Regions from separate parts of the Mus musculus genome. Here region 1 is linked to region 2. A link is a contact called in public promoter capture Hi-C data. All regions are on one chromosome and are shown on one strand. Each heading gives the region's core, a stretch centred on a gene start, on an enhancer-like site or on the middle of the called end of the contact. The rest is flanking DNA. Distances are from core to core; before and after follow the strand shown. Region 1 holds the start of Krr1 (KRR1, small subunit (SSU) processome component, homolog (yeast)). Region 2 holds the start of E2f7 (E2F transcription factor 7).

Evidence for each region. Promoter capture Hi-C pulls out the DNA fragments that hold promoters and counts their contacts.
Region 1: a promoter capture Hi-C map of pre-B cells shows a contact between it and region 2, with 10 times the contacts expected there. The contact joins the promoter of Krr1 here to the promoter of E2f7 in region 2. A contact is called at or near these places in 4 of 39 promoter capture datasets (the C10 cell line, embryonic stem cells, liver and 1 more), 6 of 484 Hi-C or Micro-C datasets (CD4 T cells, double positive thymocytes, natural killer cells and 2 more), 4 of 115 datasets of contacts at active chromatin or transcription factors (large pre-B cells, regulatory T cells, stem cell-derived neural progenitor cells and 1 more) and 2 of 9 other capture datasets (adipose tissue and liver).

The regions. Positions count from the first base shown.
Region 1 is chr10:111,971,312-111,975,083 of GRCm38.p6, forward strand. Krr1 (KRR1, small subunit (SSU) processome component, homolog (yeast)) reads left to right here and starts at 1,384. Exons shown (of 10, transcript NM_178610.4): 1 at 1,384-1,563. The coding sequence starts at 1,482.
Region 2 is chr10:110,743,302-110,746,801 of GRCm38.p6, forward strand. It overlaps E2f7 (E2F transcription factor 7), which reads left to right and starts at 2,138. Exons shown (of 13, transcript NM_178609.5): 1 at 2,138-2,378; 2 at 3,031-3,123. The coding sequence starts at 3,031.

The sequences.
Region 1 (3,772 bases), core at 134-2,633, 1.2 Mb after region 2:
TGAAAGGAACCCAGACCCACACACCCATGTGTGAAAAGCACTCTTTGAAAGAAGCTCGAAGCTCATAACCATTCAAACATAATACTAACTACATTTGATTCTCAAAGAGACTGGAATGGGTGCACCATTATGAGGCATCAGTTTGCATACAGAGAATTTCCCTTAAAATTTGTTCAAAACATAGTCGAATCCAGTGGTTACCAACCTTCCTAATGCTGCAACTCTTCAGTATAGTTCTGCATGTTTCTGTGATCCCTGAACCACAAAATCATTTCGTTATTACGTCCAACTTTGCTACTGTTATGAATTATAATGTCTATATACATGTGCGTTCTGATGGTCTTAGACGACCCCTGTGAAAGGTAGTTTGACCCTCTAAGGAGTCACAATCCACAGGTTGAAAACCACCGATCTAAGCACCTGAAGTATTGTTCTCAGTTTTACTAGGCATATGCGGGTACTCCTCTTTCCTTTATCTGGCTTATTGACCCATGTGCTTATTAAATATTTCCTGGAGGTTGGGGAGAGCATGGTCCAGAAGGAGAGGTCCTAGTGTGTTTTCAGACCCTGGTTACATCTCTTCACATCTTAGCATCTAATTTAGTGAATATATTTTTGTGCTAATATTTTTTTGCTGTTTTTACTGACTATATTCTAAGCCTTTTAAAGCTATGATGTAAGAATAATAAACAATAAAGTTTTGGTAATAGCTCCCTCCAGCCCCCACCAAAAAACCCCAAACATTTGAATGCTGAAGACCGGTGTGGTGGTACACACCTTTAATCCCAGATTCTGGAGTCATAAGCAGGAAGATCACTATGACGTTGAGGCCAGCCAGGTCTACATAGCATGTTCCAGGCTAGTGAAGGATACACAGTGGCCTCGATTCATAAACCCAAAATAAACAAAACAAGCAAGCAAACAAATAAATAAAAATAGAACAGAAAAGTCTTTTAAAACCAATCTGGAAGTTGAGAGATTTAAAATGCAAAACTCATGGTAGGTTTTCAAATGGGCTAAAGAGTGGTAGCAAAGTTTGGGTAGATTTTTGATACAATTCGCCATTTTCATTAGATTTCTAATCCCCCTCAAATAAGAATTTTAATAATTTCCCCTCCCTTCTCTCCCTCACCCTCACCCACCTCTCTTCTCTCTCCTCTCCTTCGCTCCCTTTCTCTCCCTTTCCTTCCCTTCCCCTCTCAAAAAAGAAGTTCCCACAGGGCTATACAAGTAGCTACAATTTAGAGCTTGATACAAGAAAACTACCATTCCCAGCGTGCAACACCGAGGTTGCAATGCATCCTGGGAAGGAAGTGTCACGCTCCCCCCCGTCCCCGCCCCATCGGCTTCCTGTTCGTCAGAGCAGAGACCACGCAGGTCTCATAGGGATTATCCGGAACTCGTTTTGCCTTTTACACATTGTAGCCGGCGGGATCTTAAAGAACAGTTCCACTTCCGGGGCCGCCGGAAGCAGTTTTGCGATGGCAACTTCTGCGGAGGCGCCTGCCAAAGAAGCTCAAAAACGTGACTCTCAGCCGCAGAAACAGAAGCGTGAGACCCAAGGTGAGGCAGTGCGAGACCCGAAGCCCGGAGCTGGCGGATCTCGAAGCATCTTTGTCTCTTTCTTTGGCCGCGCACTTGGGTTGAGCCTCTTTTAGGCTGTGCAGTGCCTGCGGTAGCCGGGGTAGCCGAGGGTTGCGGGTGTTGATGGCTGCGCCGGCCACGTGCAGCTAACGCAGTGTTTTTGCCAGCGACCGTCCCTGGCAAGTGTACCCGATGCGCCTTCTGTCCCCGGTAAAAGTGTGAGGACTCAGAGATTGTGGAAGGCGCGGCAGTTCTGCCTTGAGCTTTGGGGAGGGGAGGTTGAGAGGATGCGGATCAGGATCAGGTGGGAGAATCTTCGTGTCCTGCGAGCGCCGATGGTGATGAGGGAGGCGGACGGGGAAAGGTGGGGACGGAGCTCAATGGGAAGTTTTGTCAGAACTTTTATCTGATTATTAAGTTGCTAAATGACACAGCTCTCAGTCTTTAGCTCTAACCCCTAGTTTGATTTTTGGCTGCTCTAGTTTGATTGCTTCTTTCCGTTTTGATGAGAGTTTGGTTTTTACCTACCTTCAATTTAAAAAGAAAAATTTTTTTCTTTTAAAAACTAAGTACGTAAAATACGGCAGGGACTATAGACACCGGTAAAAGCTTCAAACCAACGCTTGAGGAATTGACAGGATGAGTAGACCATCTTCCTCAAGTTATCCATGTGCCAATCACAGATGCTATATAGCTTCCTTTCTGGTACCCGGAGTAATTCGTTCGAGCTTTCTGTCACCTATCTACAGCTATTATGATTTTTAACAAAACGCTTCGATTTTTGTCTCCTTTTGAATCATAGGAGAATGAATGGAGCTGTGTACTCTATGTATGTTGTCTGTGTCTTTAGCTTCTGATTCTTTACGATGCTGTGTAATATTTAAATTCCGTCGTTGGCGGACATTTGAGCTCTGCCTTCAGCTTGCTCTTGTAAGCACCTTTGTGCATGTCTTCTGGTAATGCCTCAGGGTCTCTGTAGGAATTTAGGATTGGAAACTCAATTGCAGGGTATCTTCAAGTTATGCTAATGCTACCGGAAGGAGCTGTGCCAGGTTTTTTTCTGTTTTAGGAAAGGTTTGTTTACGTTCAAAGCGTGAGGGTATAGTCAACCATGGAGGGGAAACTGGGCCAGCACAACTCTAATAGTTGAGATTGCTCATCGATCTAAATTTACAGTGATTTTTTTTGTTGTTGTTGTGTTTTGATTTTGAGGTCCTGGATGTACTTATATAGCTAGACTTTCACCCTAACCTAATAAGCAAGTGATATTCTTGGTCCTAAGTGGCCTTAGTTCCCTTCCCTTTCCTCTACTAGGGTTCACACATTCTGTCTTAGGAAGGTTTAACCCTGGGCCTGAGTTTGCTTGCTTGCTTTTTGTTTTGTTTTGTTTTGTTTTGTTTTTGTTTTTGTTTTTTTTTTTTTTTTGTTTTTCGAGACAGGGTTTCTCTGTGTAGCCCTGGCTGTCCTGGAACTCACTTTGTAGACCAGGCTGGCCTCGAACTCAGAAATCCACCTGCCTCTGCCTCCCAAGTGCTGGGATTAGAGGCGTGTGCCACAACCGCCCATGTTCCCAGTTTTTATAGGATTTTAGTTTGCAGTTTTTAAAAAGAAGGTATTGGAGAATGAGTGGTTTATGAGGACCCATTGTCAGGAGTTTGAACCAGAAGTGGCAGAGTGAGTGGAAGTAGAAAGTACATTTTCTTACCTGTGGCTAATAACGTGGGCCAAGGGCCTGCCTTTCAGACCTCGGTGGTTTAAGGACAGGATGACGTTTAAGCACAGATCTCTGGGCCTCACCCCAGAGATGCAGATTCACTCTGCCTGAGATGGAGCCCCAGATGGCCTTGCCCACAAACTCCCACAGGTGTGCTGACGCTGCAAGATCAAGGATGGTTCTCTTCGGGTAGAGTTAACGTGTAGCTATTGGATTTGAGGGGTTTCTAAAGTTCTGGGACAGGGAGTTTTGAGAAGTGAAGCAGGCTCTCCAGAGGTGATCTCATAGTTGTCAGGATTTTAGGCCATTTCAGCATTTGTCCTTCTGGCCTGTCACTCCTTTTGGTTTGAATATCTTCTATAAAGTAGAAATAGTAATAGTGGCTTTCTTTTATTGATGAAAGGTGTGTATAAAGCTCTTTGGAAATCCTAAAATTGTATTACAGTGGCTGTTAATTGACATTGTACACCAGAA
Region 2 (3,500 bases), core at 888-3,387:
ATATGTATAAACTTCTGTGGGTTTTTTTTTTTTAAGACAGTCATTTTGTGGTAAATCTATTGTAGCAGCCACAGAAAACCACCACAGTCATAAGTCATGCATCTCTTCATCTAAATTCTCTGGATCTGCGTGATGAAAAAAAAAAAAGTAAGTTTCAGTTTTTCTCTTTTCATGTCCCTATGGTTCTCTAACCATTTAGAAGATAGATTTTAGTTCCAATTTTTCTTTTGGTGTGTGTGTGTGTGTGTGTGTGTGTGTGTGTGTGTGAGAGAGAGAGAGAGAGAGAGAGAGAGAGAGAGAGAGACATGTAATTGCCAATGTGAAGACCAGAGCAGATGCTAGATGTCTTTTTTCAATAGCTCTACACATTATATTTACTCATCAGTTCATTAACTCATTCCTTTGAAATAGGGACTGTCACTGACCTAGGATAGCTTGACTGGCCAATGACCTTCTCGAAGCAGTGGGTCTCCGCAGCCTGGGTTACAGACTACCTCACCCCCAGCTTTGAAAATGGGTGCTGGGAATCCCAACTCCGTCCTCCTGCTTGTTGAGCAAGCACTTTACTGATTAAGCCATCTCTCCAACCCCATACCTCTGGTTTTTGACACGGGGGTCTTTCCTTTATCTGGAGCTTATTAAACAGGCTAGTCCGCAAGCCCCAGGGATCGGTCTGTGCCTGCTGGTGCTGCAAGCACAGGCACCTCCACACCAGCATGGGCACCAGAGGTCCAACTCTGATCCTTCAAGCACTTTATTGGCTGAGCTATCCCTATAGTCTTCAAATTGTTATTTGCCATAGACATACTTTTTTTTTAAGCTACTATTGTTTATTTGTTCATGCGGATTGTTTTACATGCGTTCTGGTCTTTTCTAAGGTATAGTCCGGTAGCCATTTTCAGGCTGAATGTACCAGCAGACTGGAGTAAAAACCGAAGGACTTGAGTAAATATTTTGAATTCTTCTGATGGCTCATTGTACATTTTTGAGAGCTGAGAGGTGAAGGGTGGGGCCTTTGCACGGAACGGCTAAGACGGGGTAATGAGAATGATAGTTTTGCGTTGAAGTGGGGAAATACTCGTGGGCATGTGTTAAAGAGGCCGTTATAAATCCCAGCTGAGGGCACCCTACAAAATAACAGTACTCGGGGAAAATCTGGGGATCAACCCAAGAAACTGAACCAGGAGCTTAGGAGAGATGAACAAAAGCGATGTCCTCCAACAGGAAATAAAAAAGCATTTGGTAAAAAGAAAACCTGAATAAATAGTGACTTAAACAAGTGCTTTGTACTTACATAAGTGGCTGAAACTGGGTACTAGATGTGAGTGAACTCTTTTAAAGTATCTTTTCAGTTTTTTGTGCAAATCCAAAACGGTTCTAAACAAGAGTTTCTCAAGAGGGGCCTAAAATAGCAGTCTTTCCTTAGGTTCATATTTTAAATAAGAATCCGAAGGAAGTGAAAGGTCTAATAGAAATCAGTAATATTCCAGAGATATTCTTGACTGTTCCCCCATCCCCCAAGCTAGTCCTTACTAGAAACTGTCTAATAACACATTCTCGACCATCTCTAATGCTCTGGAGAGGGAACACCAGGAAACCTTTTGCAAAACCCCCTTTGGTGCGGCTGCCGGGGTTGTTCCCAGGGCTAACGGGCGTGCCATCTGCTCGCAGCCCAGGTGCTAACCAGGGTTCACGTGTCACCTGGCGGCGCCGGGTGCTAGGGAGCCGCCCTGGCAGGTCCCGGCAACTCGGCTCCCGCAGGTTGCTGGGGGCAGGGCGGCGTCCGCAGCATCCCGCGCGTGCGGATCGTTTCCCCGGCTCCATCTGCTGCGCTGGGGGCCGGCGTGGGTCGGTCCCCCACAACAAAAGGGCGCCCCGCGGAGAGCGCGCCGGCCCGCGCCGCCCCGCCCCGGCTTCCCGCGTCCGCGCCCGCGTCCCCGCGGGAAACGCTCCCGCGTCACCGCCTCCAGGTACCCGGAAGGGGGAGGGGGCGAGGCGACAACAATCCGGCGGGCGGGCGAAGGGGAGGAAAGGCGCGGCGCCGAGCGCCAAGACAGCGAGGGGCGGGGCTTCGGGCCGTGCCGCCGCGCCATTGGTCGGCACCGCCCCGCCGGCCGCCGCGCATTGGTGAATGCTCAAATTCAGTCTCAAGGCGCCAGAGGAGGTGTTTTAGCGGGGACCGCGATCCAGGGCTGGAGCTTGGCTTAGGCGGGTAGGAGACGCTGTCGCTACGCGGACACCGCGGGTGGAGCGGAGGATCTGCGAGCCTTGCCCTGCCCTGCCCATGTCGCCAGCCGGCCGCTGAGATCTACACGCTCTGCCCGCTCACGCGTGCGGCTGCGGACGTCCCCGGAGAGACCCTCCATCGCGCAGCGACAGTAAGGAAGCGTGCGGCCCCCTCGGATGGGGAGGCGGGAATGCGGAGACGGGTTACCCGCCGCCCTGGATGCCGTCCCACAGGCCCCGGGTCCGAGTGCCCCCTGGGGTTGTGCTGGCTGCAGCGCTAGGTGAAGGAGGCTGGTCCCCACTACCACCTACCCCCACGATTTAGGGGTCCCCTGGGAAGAGTTTCACTTGGGGTGTGCTTAGATGCCTAGGGAGGGGCTGAGCGCTTCCCGCATGGGTTGGTCTCTAGATCAGGTTTCAGTCTACCCCCTAGATCAAACCCACTCAAAGTTGAATTCCTCCCGGTTCTTTGCGCCAAAATTAACTGACCTGGGAGACCCTGTAACTTTCTTGGCATTTGCCTAACACCTTCCTTCCTTGGTAACTATTTTGCCTGTTGCTTTTCATAAAGGATTGCAGTTTTGTTCAGTTTTTTCGTCTTCCCAGATTTCCAGTGATTCCTAAGTATATTTTAAGTGTTTGTCCGTGTGAGTTTTAATGAGGAATGGAGGGTGTCTTCATTCTTGGAAAATTCCAGGAATGCTGTAGGAAGGGAAAGTTGATGTTCACAAGTGGCATTTTGTCGTTGTTGTTGTAGGGGGAAATAAATGTAAAATCATTTTCTGATATAGTTGTGTGTTCCAGATGGAGGTGAATTGTTTAACACTAAAAGACTTGATCAGCCCCAGGCAGACCAGACTAGATTTTGCCATTGAAGATGCAGAGAACGCACAAAAGGTAAGCACAAATAAATACTTTATAGTCTCCAGCATGTTTTGGATGGTGATGCCTAGCTTTCGTCTCGTATACAGCATAATTGTGATGGCCGTTATAGAGGAGTTTTTAGAGAATGGGGCCATTGCGACCTTTGTTTCGGCTCCTCTTAAGTCATTAGTGTTGGAACCAGCTTCTGAAGCCAAAGGTGCATTCTGGATGCAGTGATCAGAAGTTTGTGATGCCTAGAGATCCCAAGGGCAGTTGAATTAATGTTGGAAGAAATTAGAAAGCGTTAATTCCCTGGAACAGGATTTTGTTGTTGTAAATACTGGATTTAATGTCCGAATGCTGAGAAACACCACCTTCCTCCTAATGGACCAACTACAGAGATGTCTCCC